2 separate regions of the Mus musculus genome follow, and region 2 is linked to region 1. A link is a contact called in public HiChIP or PLAC-seq data. All regions are on one chromosome and are shown on one strand. The core of a region is the stretch at or near the end of the contact, and the rest is flanking DNA. Distances in the headings are between cores, read along the strand shown.

Region 1 (4,410 bases), core at 249-2,748:
CACCTCATTGTACATGTTAAAGAATATCTCAGCTTGTAGATGTAACTAGCTGTTAAATATTATACACAGTTTTAGGTTTGAAACATTGCTCCCGCATCACGCCCTCTCTCTATTCTGAACAGGAAATTGATTTGGCATAAGTGAATGATAGATAGGAGCTGTAAACCGTCTCTCTATATAGATTTGTTGTATTTTTCGAAAATTGCCCTTAAACTATAAAACACGATGCTGTAGGCAGTCTTTTGCATAGTTCTTTCAATTGGGTAATAAAATATTGAACAATATTCCAGATAGGAGAATTGCCATGTGTCACTGTTATATGCCTGATGGAAATATTTCATCTACTTTGAGTAATGAGTAGTAGGAGATAAAGGTTGATTACAGCTTCACAGGACTGTCTCACAGATAGGATTGTTCTGCTACTATGCATGTACTAAGGGAAATCAAACAGGAATTTCATTATACTTAGCATTTAAAAACCTAATGCTTTTTAAATTGCTTCTTATTCCTGTGTGCCCCTGCTCTTGTTTCTAAACCCCCCAAAAAATAAAAAGAAAAAGTTAATTTATTTTCTTTAAATCCATATTTCTTATAGTGGTATCTTCTTTTCTGTAATTAAGAACTTAACCCTAACAAGTCCTCCTGTGATTTGTAGAAGGCTGTGAAAACTCAAAATCCTATCTCCTTCCCTTCATTGCTTCCTTCCTCTGCCATTCTTTATTCCAGCCACCCTCTCTGTCTTCCTCTTTCCCTCCTTCTCCGTTCTAATGATAATTGTATCTCACCTGTGCTTCACCCACGAGTTGAGTTGCACAGTCGGATGATATGCTTGTGACTGTCTATTGTCTATGCAGGGATCATGCATTAGGGCCTCTTCACATGGAAAAATGACATTTTCAAAAGGTACTACCAAATTTATGTAAACTAGAGGAGATAATTTCCTCACATGCACAATATGCTGCCTGAAAGCCTCTGATGCTGGAGGACTGCTAAGACTCCCGGAGAGGATGGGTAAGATTGCTGAGATAATAAACAGATAGTGGGAAGGGATACAGTGAACTCGCTGAGACAAAGCAGATGTGCTTGGGCTCATCAGTAGGTGAGCACCTGATGTGGGAAGGGGCTGAGTGTGTGTGTGTGTGTGTGTGTGTGTGTGTGTGTGTGTGTGTGTGTGTGTGAATGTTGAAAGAGCTCATGTGGCATCTAAGGAGAACAGAGCATGAGCCAAACTAGCAAGGAGAGATATGAGGGTTCTGTGAAGGAAACACTGAACTCTGGAAAACAATGGGGCTGGGAAGTGTGGCCGTGAAGACTGGGTGCCTGTGGGAGCCCCAGCATTCTTCACTGGAGTTCTCTTCTGCGTGGTACAGAGATAGAAATATTTTCACAGCTGGAACGTGTAACCTCTCATGTGATTTATGGTGTGACATTGAATCTTCTCTCATCCTGACTTTTTTTAAAAAATCACTGTGTGCTGGAACACTGCCTCACAGCTGGCCAGTTAATGTTTATGATGGGCATTAACCCAACTGCCCTCATCTACTCTGTGAACAGCTGCTCTGGCTTTCCCTTCCCTGGCTTGCAGGCAACTGCCACTGACCTCGGCAGCTTTCTGTATTTGCTTCTGGCTCTCTCAGGCAGGCTTGTGTGGCTCTCCCTTCACTGATCTATTCATCCTCTGTAAAGATCTTTAATGAGACCTACTATACTATAGGCACCAGTTAGTTCTAGATGTTGAACTATAGAAATAGAATAAGCATACTTTATCTTCTATAATAAATGTGGTGTGGAAGGAAAGAGCTTACCAACAAATGAATGTCTAGTATCTGATGTCAATCATGATAAATGCTTTCAAGAAAACTAGAATAAAAAATGAAGTAGTAAAAGGACAGTTAAGTTTAATTATGTTAACAGGAAACATTTGCTGAGAAAGGGATCTTTTAGCAGATACTTGAAGGAAGGAAGGAGTGGATGATGCTAATACCTGGGAGATGAGAAACTCCCAGATTGGAAAGAGCCTGCAGCATTCAGTGAATATCAAAGGATGGTAAACTTAAGCAAGAAATGCCACCAGGAGCAACAGTGAGAGAGGAGTCCAGAGAGGTGGAGAAGCAGCAGCCAGTTGTAGAGAGGCTCATGATAACATCAGATGCTTGCTGTGAGTGCAATGGGCCCTGACAACAGACTTTACCCAGGAGACAGATGGGCTTAGCTTCACATGGCCATTGAGCAGAAGAGAGACTATAAGTGGAAGGGCAAGCAAAGTGGCCAATTAGGTCACTATATCCTTCCAAGGGAATGATGGCTATCACACACACACACACACACACACACACACACACACACACCAAACAATAGAGGGATGAAATAGGTCAATTTTGAATGTGTTTGAGAGTAAGGATGATGAGATTTGTGCATGAGTTAAGGGAACAGTTAGCCAGAATGAGTGGAGGGACATCAGCCAAAGTTTTGTATGAGATAACATGAGAACTAGCCAGAAAGATTGCATTTACCTAGGGGGAGGTACAATGCTAAATCTGAGCTAAGAGATTGGGGAATTTAGAAAGAACCCATAGACTCAAAGTTGTGGTCAGTGGTTCAGTAGAAAATCAGTAGCATGAGAGTAGCATGACATCCAAGACATGTCAAGGAGAGTAGAAGAATAGTAACTGTGCTGAGCATTGCTGGCGAAGTGTTATTCAGCATTGACATTTTGAATAGTTGGTACTGATGTTGACAAGAACAGAAAACTGTGAATTGAGTTACAGAAACACAACTTCAGGGGCCTTGGGGGAGAAGTAGGAACAATATAAAAAAAAAAGTCTTCATGGCAAACTCCGATTGCAGGAAAGACAACTGAGGCACCAAGAGAAGCAAGGTACTGTCAGAGGAATGTTTTGTTTCTGACCCTGGGAAAAAAATAGCCATAGGTCCTATAGGGCGTAATCCCACGAGGGAGGAATATGGACTGGATAGGAGGCACCAGTATTCTAAAAGGCATGAAAAAAAAAAAAAAAAAAAAAGGTTTGTCTTAGTCAGGGTTTCTATTCCTGCACAAACATCATGACCAAGAAGCAAGTTGGGGAGGAAAGGGTTTATTTGGCTTACACTTCCATGCTGCTGTTCATCACCAAAGGAAGTCAGGACTGGAACTCAATCAAGCAGGTCAGGGAGCAGGAGCTGATGCAGAGGCCATGGAGGGATGTTCTTTACTGGCTTGCCTCCCCTGGCTTGCTCAGCCTGCTATCTTATAGAACCCAAGACTACCAGCCCAGAGATGGTTCCACCCACAAGGGGCCTTTCCCCCTTGATCACTAATTGAGAAAATGCCTTACAGTTGGATCTCATGGAGGCATTTCCTCAACTGAAGCTCCTTTCTCTGTGATAACTCCAGCTGTGTCAAGTTGACACAAAACTAGCCAGTACAATTGACCCCTTGTAAACTTGACACACAAAAACATCACTAGTAAGCCTCAACCCTTACAATCTTATTCATCCCCAAGATCTAAATAACTTTAAAAGTCCCACAGTCTTTACATATTCTTAAAATTTCAATCTCTTAAAATTCAAAGTCTTTTTACAATTAAAAGTCTCTTTTACTGTGGGCTCCACTAAAACAGTTTCTTCCTTCAAGAGGGAAAATATCAGGGCACAGTCACAATCAAAAGCAAAAGTCAATCTCCAACCGTCCAATGTCTGGGATCCAACTCACGATCTTCTGGGCTCCTCCAAGGGCTTGGGTCACTTCTCCAGCCAGGCCCTTTGTAGCACACACGTCATCCTCTAGGCTCCAGATGCCTGTACTCCACTGCTGCTGCTGCTCTTGGTGGTCATCTCATGGTACTGGCATCTCCAAAACACTGCATGACCCCTTCAGTCCTGGGCCTTCAGTTGCAACCGAGGCTGCACCTTCACCAATGGCCTTCCATGGCCTCTCACAGTGCCGAGCCTCAGCTGCTTTGTGTGACTCCTTCATGCCTTCAAAACCAGTACCACCTGGGTGACCCTTACATATTACCAAGTCCCGCTGCAGCAGGAGTACAACCTTGGGCATCTCTGGAACACAGCCTCTTTGTGCTTTCAGAAAACACTTCCCAGAAGATGTCACCTCAATGATGCTGGTCTCTTCTTAATCACCGCTAATTTCTTAGCTCCAGCTAACCAGCATCAATAGTCCCAGTAATGCAAAGTTTTTGCTTTGGTAGTTCTGGTATCTTGTTAATCACAGCTGATTCTTCAGCCCCAGCTAACCGAAACTACAGAATCTTCACAATCAAAACATCAATGGCTCTGAAAAGAGTCTTTAATTTTCCCTCTGAAATTTCACAAACCAAACCTCCATCTTCTGCAGTGTTCTCAACATTATCTTCCAAGCTCCTACACAACATTTGACAGAGCTCTTAACAATGG
Region 2 (3,930 bases), core at 1,250-3,749, 320 kb after region 1:
TCTAAGAAGAATTTGAATTATTTATATAAATTCCAATCACCCATGAGGTCCTCTTCAATTGTGTCTATAGATAAGGAATTGACAAGGGAATTAGATGAAATGTTTGATTTCAATATATCTAGATTATCTGAACAGAAAATTAAACCAAAGAGGATAGTTTATAGCCAGCCATGTTAAACAAATGTACATACTATGAGATTTGATGGATGAAATCCTAAAAATCTCATCAAATCATACATTATCACTATCCACTTGCCTCCTATGAGTTTAGATGAAGCAAAATATACCATGTGTTATTGTACTACTATAGGTTTTTAGATTTCAAGATGTTTCAGACTTTGTGTTTTGACAGTAAAGATACCAACCAACTCTTAAAGTCTATGCAAATATTCTAAAGTCTGAAAAATGTTCAAATCAGATTACTGCTGACCTGAAGTGAAGCTCTGTAGATTCATTTGATTTGTGTTTCTGTTTTATCTTCCCTTTTATCTGGTGGCTTAAACTAAGCAGATGTGTGGGTCCTGGTATATAGTCACTTATTTCAAACAGATTACTTTATGAGAAACAAATGCAGCAGAGCCCTAATCTAGAAAGTCTACCAGGATTCTATTGTTTTCCTTTATTTACCAATCAGTTTTTATTCCTCCTCGATGAGTGCATGAATTCAAATTACATGGTAAAATAGAAATAAATTATTGGTAACCATTAGCATGGGATTTGTGTGAATATAATTGATTGTTTCTTCTTGATCATATGGATGCAATGTAATATAATTAAATATAAAATTGTAAATATTAACAGATTATTTGAGTGTGAAATCACATGGATAGCAAAGGTGTTTCAGTTACCTAAACTTTAGAAGAAGATGTGTGAACTTTCCCCCATAGTTCAGTGTAATCCAACACTGTCATTTTGAATTAACCAAGATTCAGTATACAAGCTTTAGTTTAGTATGATACCTGAAGAGGCAAAAGGAAGAAGAAGAAATTAAATGACAACTCAGACATAGAAGTGGCTATTTGGTGATCACAATTCAAACCCTTTTATTCTTCGAATCTATAAACCTTCCTGGATTTTTCAGGGTCTGGAATTGCATGTTGTGAATGTATTTGTGATATTTATTTGAAAATTGCTTTACATAGTTTATTCCAGGTTTTCACTGGGTTGTAAGAGGAGCAGAAGCTGTTGTACCTTGTGCCCTAATGAATTTTTTTAAGAAAAAGAAGAAACAGGGTAATAAAGAAATAATAGCAATATAAAGAAAGATATATTTAGAACTAAATCCATCAGCAGACCCATGAGCATAAGTAAAATTTTCTCAAAATACAAGAGAGGAGTTTAGCATCATTAGAGGTGTTCTTGGGGGGGGGGAGTAAACCTGGATTAAGTTCTCTGGGGAAAGTGAAGAGTAGGGTTTGAACAACATTTGAAAGAAGGCTGTCAGGGCCTGGCAAACACAGAAGTGGATGCTCACAGTCAGCTATTGGATGGAACACGGGGCCCCCAATGGAGGAAGTAGAGAAAATACCCAAAGAGCTAAAGGGCTCTGCAACCCTATAGGTGGAACAACAATATGAACTAACCAGTACCCCCCCCCCCAGCGCTCGTGTCTCTAGCTGCATACATATCAGAAGATGTCCTAGTTGGCCCTCATTGGGCAGAGAGGCCCCGTGGTCTTACAAACTTTATATGCCTCAGTATGGGGTAACGCCAAGGCCAAGAAGTGAGAGTGGGTGGGTAGGTGAGTGGGGGGGGGGGGTCTGGAGGACTTTTGGGATAGCATTTGAAATGTAAATGAAGAAAATAGAAAGAAAGAAAGAAAGAAAGAAAGGAAGGAAGGAAGGAAGGAAGGAAGGAAGGAAGGAAGGAAGGAAGGAAAGGAAGGAAGGAAGGAAGGAAGGAAGGAAGGAAGGAAGGAAGAAAGGAAGGAAGGAAGAAGGCTGTTCCCAAGGAGGAGCTGGAAGCACTTCTGTGGGTAGACCAGTTGTATAAGACGTGGCTAATAGATTTATCTGGCTCCAGCATTATTACATGGCCCAAACTATGGGAGGACATATAGTCCCAGGTGAAGATGATTTTTCAGTAAATCTTTGGATTTGCACTTATACATTTATTTTGAGGGAGTTGGACAAGATTATAGAGATTCATCCCCTTGGGTCAGAGAGCTACCAAATAAAAAGAAGGTTCTACTTTATCCACATTAATTTTATAATGTATTCTTGTGTGTAGCTGTTTATCCTGGGATTTTTTTGAAAATAATTTTCATTTTAATATTCTGTGTCATTATTTCTGTTGAACTAGAGCAACTGAAGTCAATTTTTTGTTTTATTTAAAGATGAAATATACTGGTTGCTAAATGAAATGGAAATAGAAGACAATCCAACCTTGCATCACAAAACCATTCTCTCTTCTAACCACAAGCTGTAACATTTGCAGGTGTGGCCACAGCCTCATTGCTGTAACTACAGTTTCCTCTCTGTAACTGTTCTGTGCCTGCATGTGTACATTTAACGGAATAATTTATCATTCACTGTGTATTCTTGTCTGCCTGCTCTTACCTTTCATAGTCATGTGACCCCCATGCAATGCAGAGAAGAACTCGGCATCTGCTGAGGCCCTCACTGAACTCAAGAACTTGTGGGGAAGACTCGCAGGTGCGGCCCTGCCTCCTCAATGAAAACTGTTTCCAGTTCCAGTACAATCTGACAGGTAGAGTTGAACCCCACTATGACTCTTTCCCCTGAACATTGACTAACCTTGTGTGAATCCTCTCCTGGCACTGGGGAGGGAGAGGACAATGTATGTGTAGGACATGAAACACTGAGGACTTAGCTCCAGTTGACTTCATGAAAACAAACATCCATTCATGGCTTGTAGATACATCAAGGCCATGATCTCTGAAGAAGAGCATGGCTTTAAAAGATACTGCAGTAAAGTTTGCTTAGTCTCATGCCTTTCATTATTTCAGTATATTACTCAAATCTACCATATAGTTTCCCCCCATAGGTATTTTTTTAAATGGGAGTCCTGACCAATCATGGATATTAGAGAGGTAGAGAAGCAGTAAGAATCACATTAGATGAATTATTTAGTCACTATGTTTGTCTGAGCATGCAGAGCAGTGCCCAAACCAAGAAAGTTGCTACTACACTTACCTGCTCCCTATCATCTCCCCACAAGGAGATATGCAAAAATGCCATCAAACACAGGACCACAGTAAGTCTAAGCCTGGAGCCAATATTGAGGAACACACCACAATATGCCTACACAAGCAAAATGCTTTGCCAAAATCTTTCCTGTTTCATGAGCATTAGAACAGCTGAGATCACTCATGGTACAAGTGCCTAGATCTTTCATGGATGAATGGCAGCATGGTAGTCATGCTTTTCCTTTGAATCTTTGCTTTCTATAGCAATTCTTAAGAAATACAACAAAAAATGTGTCATATCAAAAAGCATATAATTTTTTTAAAATTATTTATTTAATTTATGTATTGGAGTACACTGTACCTGTCTTCAGACATACCAGAAGAGGGCATCAGATTCCATTATAGATGGTTATGAGCCACCATGCGGTTGCTGGGAATTGAACTCAGGACCTCTGGAAGAGCAGTCAGTGCTCTTAACCAGTGAGCTATCTCTCCAGCCCCAAATTTTCTTTAACCATATATTAATCTGTTATAGATATAGAAATATTTTTAAAGATGTTTTTATTGACATGGTCAAGGATCGTTCACACCCACACCTATGAGGAAAGTTTTCATTCTTTGTTGTTTTAAGTCAAATTAATTATGGGGGCAGAGTTAATTAGTTTACAGGGCCATGGTCAGTTTAAAATACAATAAGGCAATCCTATAAAACATAGTACATAGATGTCTCCTGACAAGCTCCCTAGAGTGTCTCACAAAGACTTTAATCCCATTTCTGAGCT

The links. HiChIP or PLAC-seq counts read pairs in DNA pulled down with a chosen protein or histone mark.
Region 2: a contact with region 1 is called in an H3K4me3 HiChIP or PLAC-seq map of the SCID.adh cell line, with 10 read pairs. The contact joins two enhancer-like sites. A contact is called at or near these places in 1 of 115 datasets of contacts at active chromatin or transcription factors (the SCID.adh cell line) and 2 of 9 other capture datasets (embryonic stem cells and pancreatic islet).

The regions. Positions count from the first base shown.
Region 1 is chr1:129,836,448-129,840,857 of GRCm38.p6, forward strand. The region is part of intron 12 of Thsd7b (thrombospondin, type I, domain containing 7B); the gene reads left to right. Among named protein-coding and RNA genes, the nearest start is that of Gm36347, 220 kb to the left of the region's middle. Within about 2 kb of position 1,499, at least 15 of the 459 cell types and tissues checked have an H3K27ac peak or open chromatin away from gene starts, as enhancers often do. A contact at or near this core is called in the SCID.adh cell line, where this site is marked.
Region 2 is chr1:130,157,007-130,160,936 of GRCm38.p6, forward strand. Thsd7b (thrombospondin, type I, domain containing 7B) reads left to right here. Exons shown (of 28, transcript NM_172485.3): 18 at 2,568-2,709. Among named protein-coding and RNA genes, the nearest start is that of Gm41951, 140 kb to the right of the region's middle. Within about 2 kb of position 2,500, at least 3 of the 459 cell types and tissues checked have an H3K27ac peak or open chromatin away from gene starts, as enhancers often do. A contact at or near this core is called in the SCID.adh cell line, where this site is marked.